2 separate regions of the Mus musculus genome follow, and region 2 is linked to region 1. The links are chromatin contacts, called in public Hi-C maps. All regions are on one chromosome and are shown on one strand. Each heading gives the region's core, a stretch centred on a gene start, on an enhancer-like site or on the middle of the called end of the contact. The rest is flanking DNA. Distances are from core to core; before and after follow the strand shown.

Evidence for each region. A called contact is a pair of places that touch in the nucleus more often than the background predicts.
Region 2: a contact with region 1 is called in a Hi-C map of embryonic fibroblasts, with 2.6 times the contacts expected there. The contact joins two enhancer-like sites. A contact is called at or near these places in 1 of 15 datasets of contacts at CTCF or cohesin (large pre-B cells), 6 of 484 Hi-C or Micro-C datasets (the G1E-ER4 cell line, the HPC-7 cell line, adipose-derived mesenchymal stem cells and 2 more) and 2 of 115 datasets of contacts at active chromatin or transcription factors (embryonic stem cells and large pre-B cells).

What each region holds. Positions count from the first base shown.
Region 1 is chr8:67,428,601-67,434,299 of GRCm38.p6, forward strand. No RefSeq gene overlaps it. Among named protein-coding and RNA genes, the nearest start is that of Nat1, 60 kb to the right of the region's middle. Within about 2 kb of position 2,746, at least 32 of the 459 cell types and tissues checked have an H3K27ac peak or open chromatin away from gene starts, as enhancers often do. A contact at or near this core is called in embryonic fibroblasts, where this site is marked.
Region 2 is chr8:67,722,828-67,728,526 of GRCm38.p6, forward strand. The region is part of intron 12 of Psd3 (pleckstrin and Sec7 domain containing 3); the gene reads right to left. Among named protein-coding and RNA genes, the nearest start is that of Gm32888, 140 kb to the right of the region's middle. Within about 2 kb of position 2,819, at least 17 of the 459 cell types and tissues checked have an H3K27ac peak or open chromatin away from gene starts, as enhancers often do. A contact at or near this core is called in embryonic fibroblasts, where this site is marked.

The DNA.
Region 1 (5,699 bases), core at 1,496-3,995:
GCTGCCCTTACTCCAGCCTTATCACACTCATGTGCACACCCCCCCCCACACACACTCTATGGCTTGGTTTCCATGGTTACATGCCTGTGCACGCTCGTGCTCCCCCCCCCCCCCCCGTGGTGAGTGCAGCTTTGCAGCCAGGGAGATGTGCTTCCTGGGGCCACCTGTTCCTTCTGCTTTCCTCCTGGTGGGTTGTTGTCAGGGAATGACCTGGAGCAGCCTTGTTGGTTAAATGAAGTTCAACCTTAGATCAGATTCTCTAAAATGGAACCTGAGCCCAAGATAGAGTTGGTCTGGTCTCTCATCTTACTCCACCCCACTTCTTCATGAAAATTCTTGGTGACTCAACCAGGACACTAAATGGCTAAATTAACTCCTCCTAAGAACTTGTGATCTTTCCCCATTGCCCCAGGGAGTTCCTTCTCTCCTGCTTCTGCCTTTCTTTTAAAGACTGCTTCAACCCTCTTCTTCGGAGACAGCACCCACAAATGTCACACCCCATGACTACAGAGCCAGCCAGCATTTAAAAGTCCTGAGGATATCCACAAATTGGAGACTCCTATGACATAAAATAGAGATGGAACACAAGAGAGAAACGTTAGTTCCACCTAGGGCATCCACTTCAAGCAAAACTTCATGTCCCAACTAGAAAGTCTATGAATGTACTTGGTCCAAACCCATGGAAACCCTTTGGCAACTCCATCTCCAGGGTTAATATGTACTTATAACACACACACACACACACACACACACACACACACACACACACCATACACACTTTTCTGGTTTTTGTAGTTTAGGGCACTGCCTCAGCTCCATACTCTCCCCAGCCAGCCTGAAAGAAAGAGGGGTCTCATTTTTCCCTGTAATTCCCTTCCCAGTTGTCCTTCCTGGTCCAAAGAAGGATAGGAACCAGTAGTCACCCTCCAGGCTCTCACACCATGCATCATAAACATCATTGACCTGTGTCTGGGGCAAAGCAGGATGACACTTTTACAGCAACCAGAGAGGTGTGGCCTAGCCTCACTTCCTTCCCATAGTTTCATGCAATGACATTTGGGGAGAAACTCTCACTCCATCATGGTGGGGAAAAGCGGTGGTGGGTGCTTTTCCTCCTGCCTCAGGCTGAGGCTCTTGCCCAGCCTTCCCTTCTGTGAAGAAGATGCAAATACAGAGCCCCAGAGTGCACACATGGGTTTGCACATAGCCGCTTGTTCGTGCCTTTTCTATTTGGCCCTCTGTGCAATGCAGGTCAGAATCAAACTCTCAGCCTGCTGCAGGATGGAATCAGGAATGCAGAGGTACAAGAGACTGCAGGACATACACCATTGGTTCTGTCCCCTGTCTCCTGGATTGTGGCCTGGGGGTTCATCCCCTCCCCCTGTGCTCCAAGACAAGAAGGAAGCCAATACCAAGGCTCATCAAGCCCCAGGTATACTAGGATAAGTGGCTGGCAAGAGGGCCCCAATGTGTGCACTGGTAACACATAACCGGTTTTCTTTATTTGGTATTTCTTCTTCTTCTGACCTTCTAGATGGGTATAAGTCAAGGCTTATGAAAATCAAGACCACACAATCCTCAAAACAACACTCATTCACACAAACACACACACATACACACACACACACACACACACACACACACACACACACAAAGAGAGAGAGGAAGAGAGAGAGAGAGAATAAAAAGATAAGTTTTCAATACCTTAGTCACCAGTCTCAAATGGGGAGGGAATTCTATTCTACAAGTACTCAGGTTTTAGAGAGAATGGAAGTAAAAGACTTTTAAGAGACAATCATTAGTTCCTTCTAGTTCCACTTTCAGCAAAACTCCATGTCCTAACTAGAAAGTCTATGAATGTACTTGGTCCAAACCCATGGCAACCCTTTGGCAACTCCATCTCCAGGGTTAATATGTACTTATAACACACACACACACACACACACACACACACACACACCATACACACTTTTCTGGGTTTTGAGGGGTTTTTTGTTTTTGTTTTTTGTTTTGTTTTTTTTTTTTGTTGTTGTTGTTGTTTTGTTTTTTGTTTTTGTTTTTGTTTTTGTAGTTTAGGGCACTGCTTTAGCTTCATACTCTCCCCAGCCAGCCTGGAAGAAAGAGGGGTCTCATTTCCCCCTGTAATTCCCTTCCCAGTCTTCCTTCCTGGCCCAAAGAAGGATAGGAACCAGTAGTCACCCTCCAGGCTCTCACACCTAAAGTCTCTATTAGAGATAGACTTTACCCTAGACTCTCTGGGAAATTCCATAAACCAGGAGGATCCTGTGAATGTTCTGAACATGGCAACCAACCAGATTCTCAAGGCATCACACCATCACCCCCTTGTCCTCTTCCAAGAAACAGGACATCGTCAGTCAGTCTCTATCACATGCTATTTGGCTGGTTTCTCAAATACTAAAAAGAAAGATCTATGGAAGACCCTAAAATGAAAAATGTTGATTTGCTTGTTTTCCCCATGAGGTCTGGCCAGTAGGTGAAAGTTTACATTTCAGTGACACCCTCCAGCCAGATGTGTTTTGTAGAAGACAAGAAAGTGGTCAGAATACCCTATGCACAGGCTTTAAGAGAAAAGCTCAAACTATATTGATAATATACAACCAGAAAATATCTAACTTTACGCTCTGCATGAGCAAAAATGGAAATACTCAATAACAGAGGTATCCTTGAGGGACAGAGACCCAACTTAAGCCCCGCCAACTAAGCACAGTCTTGCAACCAGCCTCTGTCCTTCACCATTGTGTTCAGCAGGTGGCAGCAGTGGGACAGATTTTTAAAAGGCCGAGTTTACATCCTCTTCACAATGAGAGATTTAAAGCTTCGTGTAAGAAGTTTTAGGAACTCTTCTCTAGGATCTTGGATAATTCTTATAGGGATTCCAATATACCGTCATCATATTTGGTGGGTGGAACATCCTATCCTTTCTCGCTATCCTATGGCAGATGAAAAGCTCTAACGACTTTACAAAATGCTTGCAGTAAATGCAGCCTTCCGCCAGGGGGCACTTACAGTACCAACAATGGGTACTGTAATGAATTACCAAGTAAGATGTGAGAGTACTGCTATTACAGGATTTTAATGTTTTGTAGGAGTGAGATGTGTGAACAAACTGGGAGGTCCACCCCAGTTTAAAACTAGCTGAGCGAGGGCCTTTCAAATGCATGCAAATGGAGACCCTGGGATTCCTAAAGGCCAAGTTGTATTCACTTTATCCCCCAGTTGCCTCTTGAAGTCTACAAAGCTCTTTGCCCACAGGTGCCTCCTAGTCAAACCAAGGAGCTGTGCTCTTTGTCAATAGCATAGCCCAGCTGACGGGGGTAGGGGGGTGGGGCGGGGGAAGAGAGGGTGGAAAGGGCCAGGCTGTTGATTGCTGGGGAAAAGATACCACCTAATATCATCTATGTAGTTCTGTGAAGACAATTAAGGCTGCCTCCTTTGCAAACAGGAAGGCTATTGGATTAGGAAGAATCTACCCATCACACCGCACTTCCCCAACGCCAACCCACAAGGTGCTTACTTCCCAGGATGCCATTGATAGGCAGTGTTCTATTGATAAGCAAAGGGAATGTTGGGAATGTGATTGTCCCCAGTTTCAAAGGAAGCCAGGATCAATCACAAGCAGGCCTTGTGCAGGCTAGCCTGACTGAAACTATTGAGGGCATTCTACTGCTCTTTCATTACAATCCTTTATACTTGAAGAGGAAGCCCTAGGTGAAACGATGCGTAACTCCCTGGTCTCTTATTCTGGAACCGGCTCCAAATCAATAAATGGAAAAGATTCCCCCCTTACCTTCCTTGTACATGAGGAAATCAGTTAATGTGGCAAATACCAGTCATTCTGAAGATCCTGACTGACTCTTTGGGGCAGAACATCCCAAATACTAAATCTGGAGGTCACCGATCAAGTCAGCCACTGCTATTCAATGTTCAAAAATAGATTTATCAATAAATATGAAAACATACATAGAACAAAAATGCAGGCCCAGTATTTAAGGCAGCTCAAAAGCCAGTGCCCAGGGAGCAGAGATAATCAAATAAAGCCAATACAAATCCACCTAAAGCCAGGACAGCCTCCCTGCCATCACCAATACCCGATGGAAACTGGATCTAGACTAGAATTAAAGCCCACAAGAGATACAGGATTTCTTATTAATTACACTCGCCAGGCTCCTTCCAATATTATTATTTCCTGTATAAGGAAATCACACTGAGAGCAGTTGGTAGTTCATTAGCTGAGTATGTACTACTTTGGCCAAAGCAAGTGGTTTGCAGTTTTAGACCCAAAGTCGCTTTCTCCTTAGTCACTTTAATACACACTCAGTAGCCGTTTGCATTTGAACAGATGAATTCAGCAGCCTCTATTACGTAACCATCTACCACCAGACTGACCCCAATAACGAGACAATTATTATTTATTATAGCTCAGGCCTTAGCTTAGACTATTTTCCAACTAGCTCATATAATTAATTAAACCCATCTATACTAGTATGTGCTTGCCATGTGACCTGTTATATCTCTCTGTGGCCAAGTGATTACAACTTCCTCCCTGTCTGATTAGTATATGCCCACCCACCCGATTCTTCCCAGAGTTCCTCTCTCTCTGCCTGGAAGTCCCACCTTCCCTATCCTGCCAAGTTATAGGCCACCAGCTTTTTATTAAAGCCCATCAGAAAATGCCTCAATGCCTTAGGCAGGTGAGGAAGGACAGAGGCACACTTTCACACAGTATGCAAAAAGATTACTCCAATAGGATAATCTAAATCCTTCTGTCAGGATTTAAGGTAAGACAATGCTGTGATTAAGGAACTCTGAAAACTTCAAGTCAGTGACGCTGTTCCATTTCAAATGTAGGTTGTATCTTAATTGCAGAAAGTGTCCCCAGTAAACTACATATGCAGGTTCTCTGACTTGGGGAAAATAGAGGATATTGGAGGTCATGTAACAAGATTCAAATTACCTAGCTAAAAGTTTATGGCTTATATTGCATACTTGCTCATCTTCAGGAAGAAAGAAGGCCACCCAGAACATCTCTCTCCCTTCAAAATAAGCAAGATGTCAAGAGCATTCTTGGGAGAAAGAGGCTTCCTTTGCAGGAGCGGAATCTCCAGTCTGGGGCCACTGTTAAACCCATATGCCAGACTTGAATGAGGAAAACCATGCACCCGTAGATCTGGAACCACAACACTGAACCTTTACCCAGTTAAAGATTACTCTGTTACAGAGTAGGTTTGGAGCCCCTTTTATTCTTTACATAAGTAAGAATCAGGGTATTGACCTTGGAGTCTGACAAGAGTTAGGAGATAATTCAGTGCTAGTGGCTTGTTTCTCTAAAACATCTGAGGCTTGTTCATAAATAGCCTAGTACCTCTGAGTTGTGGCAGCCATTGCACCCTTAGGATAAAAAGCTAACAGCCTGTGGTTAGGTCAAACTTTAGAAGGCCACACTCACATTCAGACAGGATTACTTGAGAGCAGGGGTGGCATAAAACAACATCAGTGTATGTTTCAGGATGGACATACTAGATTAGGGTCCTTAACACACAACCACCTACTGCTTCTCAGGGAGCCTCCTCTCCATTTGTGTATAGAAACCAGAGAGTAGATATGTCTCAATAGGCCTCATCTTTGAGATAAGCCCTCAAATAACTCCATTCTCTTGTGGTTTACTAATAGAAATGGTT
Region 2 (5,699 bases), core at 1,569-4,068, 290 kb after region 1:
TTCTTGGTCTTTTGTGGTGAGATCTACTGCGTGCTCTGTCTTGTTTATAACTCACTAAAGAGAGTCCAGCCTTAATCTACAATAATCTTCCTGCTTCTGCCTCCCAGCACTGAGATCAGAGATGTGTCCTATCATGCCCTGCCCATTTTCTCCTTTAATTTAGGATTTATTAAGGCTATACATTTTGTTTGAGTATGAGTTACACAGTATAACACTGCTTAGAAATAAATTGTGTCTTTCTCACATTAACCTCGAGGTAATCTATAGTTTTACTTTTGTATATGTTCTTTGACCTTAGTTATAGATGTGCCTAAAGCTTTAGTTATGTGTCACTACATATTTTTACTTGTTGGCTTATGATCAGAGAAAGTTGTCTATAGTGTCTATTTTCCGTTCAGTTATTAAAGGGATTCGCGTAGCCTAGTGCATGTTGTCTTTTGCTTAGGCTCCTTGAAAAGGTACATTATTATTAGAGAAGCGAGTTTTTATAATTAAACATATTGATTAGCCTCTTCCTGTCCTTACACGTTTTCCCATTGGCCATTTCCTTTAGAAAACACCCTGACCTTTCCCACTTACTGCAGAGGCAATGCGAGTTTCCCCCTATGCTTAATAACTTTCAATTTACAAGTTAGTCTCTACACAGCTTAGCGAATTTAGGTTTTAAGTATTAATACCCCCAAAGATTACATATTATTAATTTTTTTGTATTTTTCTATCAACTTCTGTGTTTACTCATGTAGGTAGAAATTTCAAAAGCTATCTTCCACATAAGTTTTGTGATTTTTTTTTAACTCCTCACACACATCTACAAGACTTTTAAATCATTTTATCTCACCTTTCTTGTTCTCACTAATTCCAAAATTGGCTGGAATACTTTAGTACAATTTATTTTGAAATGTTACTAAAATATATTTATTGTGAATTTTCTGTTTCAAGAAACCGTCTTTTGTCTTACATGTTACTGTTTCCTCTCCTCGTACTTTTGGATTTGGTTGTGCTCCACGGCTCTCTGCTCACTTGCTTTAGTTCTTTGTTTTGTGTTGCTAACTCTCTTCTTGTCCCTTTGATCTTTCAAGCCTTTTCTTCATGGGGGTCATATACTCTACTCAAATATCTTTCAGGGTATTTGTGACAGGCATAGATGAATATAGAATTCCTCAGTTGCAATCCTTTCTGCTCATGTTTGTTACAGTCTGCAGGTGTTATTCTTTCTTCATTTACTTTCCAATATAATAGGTCCAATGGCATTCTGATTCTGTGTGCTGTGTATAGTATATGTGCATGTGTATAAATATAATAGGCACAGGTGTGGAGGCTAGGGGTCAAGGTTGGTGTCTTTTTCAATCACCCTCTAACTTGTCTTTTGAAGGTAGAGAGATTCACTGAATTTGAGGTTCACCAGTTCATCTTGGCTAGCTAGCCAGTAAGCCCCCAAGGTCCTTCTGTCTACCATTCCCTAAGCCAATGTACTGAGGTTACAGGTACATGTAACATACTTGGCTTTGTCTGTTGTTGTTGTTGCTGCTGCTTCTGCTGTGTGTGTGTTTTCTGGGGATCTGAATTTAGGTCTCTGCTTTCCTACTGAGCACTTAATACTCTGAGCCATCTCCCCATGTAAATTTCTTTTTCTCTTATATTTTCTACTAGAAATCTCATAGACATTTGTGTTTATTCATGGCATTCAGTAAGTTTTGCTTGGTTGTACTTGTCTAAAAAATAGAAAACCTCATGGATGCTCCTTTATGTGGTCAGTAAAATGTCTGGCTAACTATCACTGCAGGTAAATGACACAACTGCACACAATGGTAATGGTTGTTCCAGAGATATAAGGTTTGCAATTTCGATGTACTCAGCACTAACTGACAACTCTTGCACACTCCATGGTAATCTCTTCATTGCATCCTGCCAAATGGACAAAAGAGCCTTAAGGAATTGTGGTTCAGAGCATGGATATCTGGAATTAGGGCTTATATGTTCAAATACCTGGCTCCCTGATAATGTCTTTGTGACTTTCGGTAAGTTAAACTCACTAATACTCGTTTCTCCTCTTACAAATTAGTGAAAATATCTCTATTAATGGAGATGATATATTAGTTTGTTCTTTAAATGACCATCTTGCCACTGGCCCCTTCCCTCTCTCATTCTTTAAGTCCCCCTTGAAGTAGTCATAGCTAGTCTTATAGTTTTAACTCATCTATATTATAGTATCTAACAAAACTGCTTGCTATAATAATAAGCAAGGCCAGTTGTTTGCTATTAGCATTCAATGACCTCAGTACTTGAAACCGCTCTATTTACTCTTGGTGTATATTCTCTCTGTTAATATTTTCATTTAGAACTAAGTGGAAAGCACACTATTCCTAGACTGCCGTAAAACTGCAGTGAGTATAAATGGCAGCATTTATCATGGATGCTGTAAGTAAAGGCTAACAGCACTTGCCCATTTCATTCTCTTTCAATCTTTTGTTTAATTTTAGTTTATTCCCAATCTATTGCAGGTATTTAATTTCCAGAGTCTTACACTCATCTCTTCAAAAAGCTGGAAACTTATTCTAACTACAGCATTTAGATGTTGGGCTTTTGGTAGTGACTGAATCAGGAGAGTAGGGTGGAGTCCTAGGAGAGGGAGAGGATAATAGAAACATGCATGTCCCTCCATGGTATTATTGTAGTTTAGAGAACCCTGGTCAGAGCCCATGCCTCTAGAAATATGAGCCAAAACTAACCTCATTCCTTTGCAAATAAGCTCACAGTAAATGATTAATATAATTCTCAAAAGCTGACTCATCAGCATTTAGACAACACTATTTATCCCAAGGCAGACGGAGGCACGCTAAGACACATTCCAGTTCATACTGGGAAGAATGCTTCACACAGTGCAGAAATGGAAGATGGGGTCTGTTTATTAGGACTAAACTGACATTAGGAGTTTTCAGTCTATCAACATCTACTTTTCCAGTTAATAGTAAAACAACGTTATCTTCATCTTAAATGCAAAATAGTAGCAATAAGATATGTTTGGGTAACTCAAATTACTCAAAAGAAGGAGGAGGAGGAGGAGGAGGAGGAGGAGGAGGAGGAGGAGGAGGAGGAGGAGGAGGAAGAGGAGAAGCAGCAGCAGCTTCAACCCCCCCCCCCCCCACCCCATGATAGTAGCGCTGGGAAGTGTGGTGATGCTCAGTTTGGCAATGAGAGTGAGAAGACATGACTTCAATCCATCCTGATAGCTTCAGTGTTTACTGCTTAAACTATAGGACAGTATTTAAATGATAGGGTTGGGAAGGAAGGAATAAGGCACAAATTATTGTAATCAAACCAATTCAAACCCAAGACTGTTTGCTGTGGAAACTAGATGTAAAACAGAGAGAATGATAAATCCAATCAAGACACTTTCTATAAGGAAAGAAAGTGCTCCATGACATGCAATTACGATCCATTTTCTCCAACGAATGAAGGTGAAAACGATGCCTGAAAACACGCTACTCTTCCAGTGTTCCCTGCAATCTGCACTGCTCTCTGTAGCATGACTCATTAGAGCACTCCGCCATACTAGCAATCAGTGATCCTGCCATTTCACAAGGCTCTTATTTACATTCACTTAAGGCAGGAAATACAGAGTTCTTTCTCTTATAATGTTTGTTAATTAAAGCTTTTATGAATTCACATCGTAATACGCATAGATCTGCAAATTATTGCATCAGGTTTGAAGATACTTTTTATTAGATATTTTCTTTATTTACATTTCAAATGTTATCCCCTTTCCTAGTTTCCCCTCTGAAAATCCCCTATCCCCTTCACCATCCCACCTACTCCCCAACCCACCCACTGGCATTCCCATATACTGGGGCATAGAACCTTCACAGGACCAAGGGCCTCTCCTCCCATTGATGACGAACTAGGCCTTCCTCTGCTACATATGCAGCTAGGGCCACAAGTTCCACCATGTGTTTTCTTTGATTGGTGGTTTAGTTCCAAGGAGCTCTGGGGGTACTGGTTGGTTCATATTGATGTTCCTCCTATGGGGCTTCAGACCCCTTCAGCTCCTTGGGTCCTGTCTCTAACTCCAGATTTGAAGATATTTTATTCTCAGGTACTATAAAGTACAATATAGAAAGGGGCAAAACTCATCAACATCAACGAAAAACATGCTCAGATTCTCTTTTTGTCAAAGCGTTATTTACTTAATGCCTTATTAAATAGTTACAATTGATATATGTAATTTAAAATGTCTAGCAAGTGGAATACTCTTGATGACCACTGAGAACAATGAGAAAAGACTGCAAACACTCCCCTGCTTAATGTCATGAGGTTGTAAATAGAAATATTAGTAACTAAGACAGATAAGACTACAACATGACTGTTAACTGCTCTCACTTGCTCAGACCACTTGACACATAACCATCTCTGTCACCTTTATGTCACAGTTAGAGAGAAAGGCTTTATTTTAAAAATCACAAAAATACCAATGCACAAAATGCCCTAAGTTGTCCAATAATGCTTGCTTCATGAATGGCAATAAATATTTCCTACAATCTGATAGCTATCATTTAAAAACTCTAGTATTTCCAGTTATTTTTCTAAAGTCACCCAGTTTCATCTGTTTTTACTTCTAACACAGCACAGAAAAATATGACTATAAACAAATCTGCAGAAGGAACAGCAGCAAGGCCAATGAAGCCCGTCTTTATCACTAAACTAAGCATATATGTGAAAGTCACAAGTTTACAGCTGAAGGGAGGCTTGGGTCTCATTTGACCTAATTTTATCATACATGACAATGTTACAGTAGAAAAAGCCCTAGATTTCTGTAGAAAGGAGACGAGAGAACAGCCGAGCAAAGCAAAAAGATGCAGTTTCCTGTGCATTTGTTTAATTGGGTGCATACAGTGTCTATCTTCTATATGACAAGACTGTGGTGATCCTGGCCTCAGACAGATTTCATCTTTGTTGCCACTGACAACCCCTTAGTCCACTGCCAGGAGCCCCAACCCTCACAGTGGGACTTGGAGTACTCTCTAAGAGTAAGGCCTTGGGTTTCAGTGAGGCCCAGGAATTTTTCCAGGATCAATTTGACAAGCGAGTCAGGTTTAATGAGTATGAAGTTACTTGAAAAGAGAGTGAGACCAACTGTCTTTGAGAAAAGATTATGGATTCATTGACCATTATCTAAAAAACTAAAACAAAAATAAAAATAAAAACAAACTAAGAAGTCTTAAGAATAATTTAAGGGAAACTAAAATTCCTCATAATTTTATTTTTCAATAAGTACAGCATCAGGATGGTGGAGGAACATTTCCCCTTTCTACTCAGTACTTGACTTAACTAAAAAGCTGCTAAAGGCATGTTTTGGGCAGAGAGGGGGTGGAGAGGGAGAGAGAAGGAGATGGAGGGGGAGAAGGAGGAGAGGGGGAATGAATAAAGAGGAAGAGGGAAAAGGGGAGAGAGAGAGGGAGAGAAAGAGAGAGAGAGAGAAAGAGAGAGAGGGGGGAAGAAGGAGGAGGAAGAGGAGGAGGAAGAAGAGGAAGAGGGAGAGGAGGAGGGGGAGGAGGAGGGGGAGGGGAGGGAAGGGAAGGCAGGGGGTGGGGAGGGGAGGTAATCAGATAGAGACTGAGAGCTCTAGAGCCAGCAATCACACTGGAGCACTTCAGGGTAGAAAAGCCTGCTTCTGTCAAGCTTGACAGTTTGTATTTGATCCC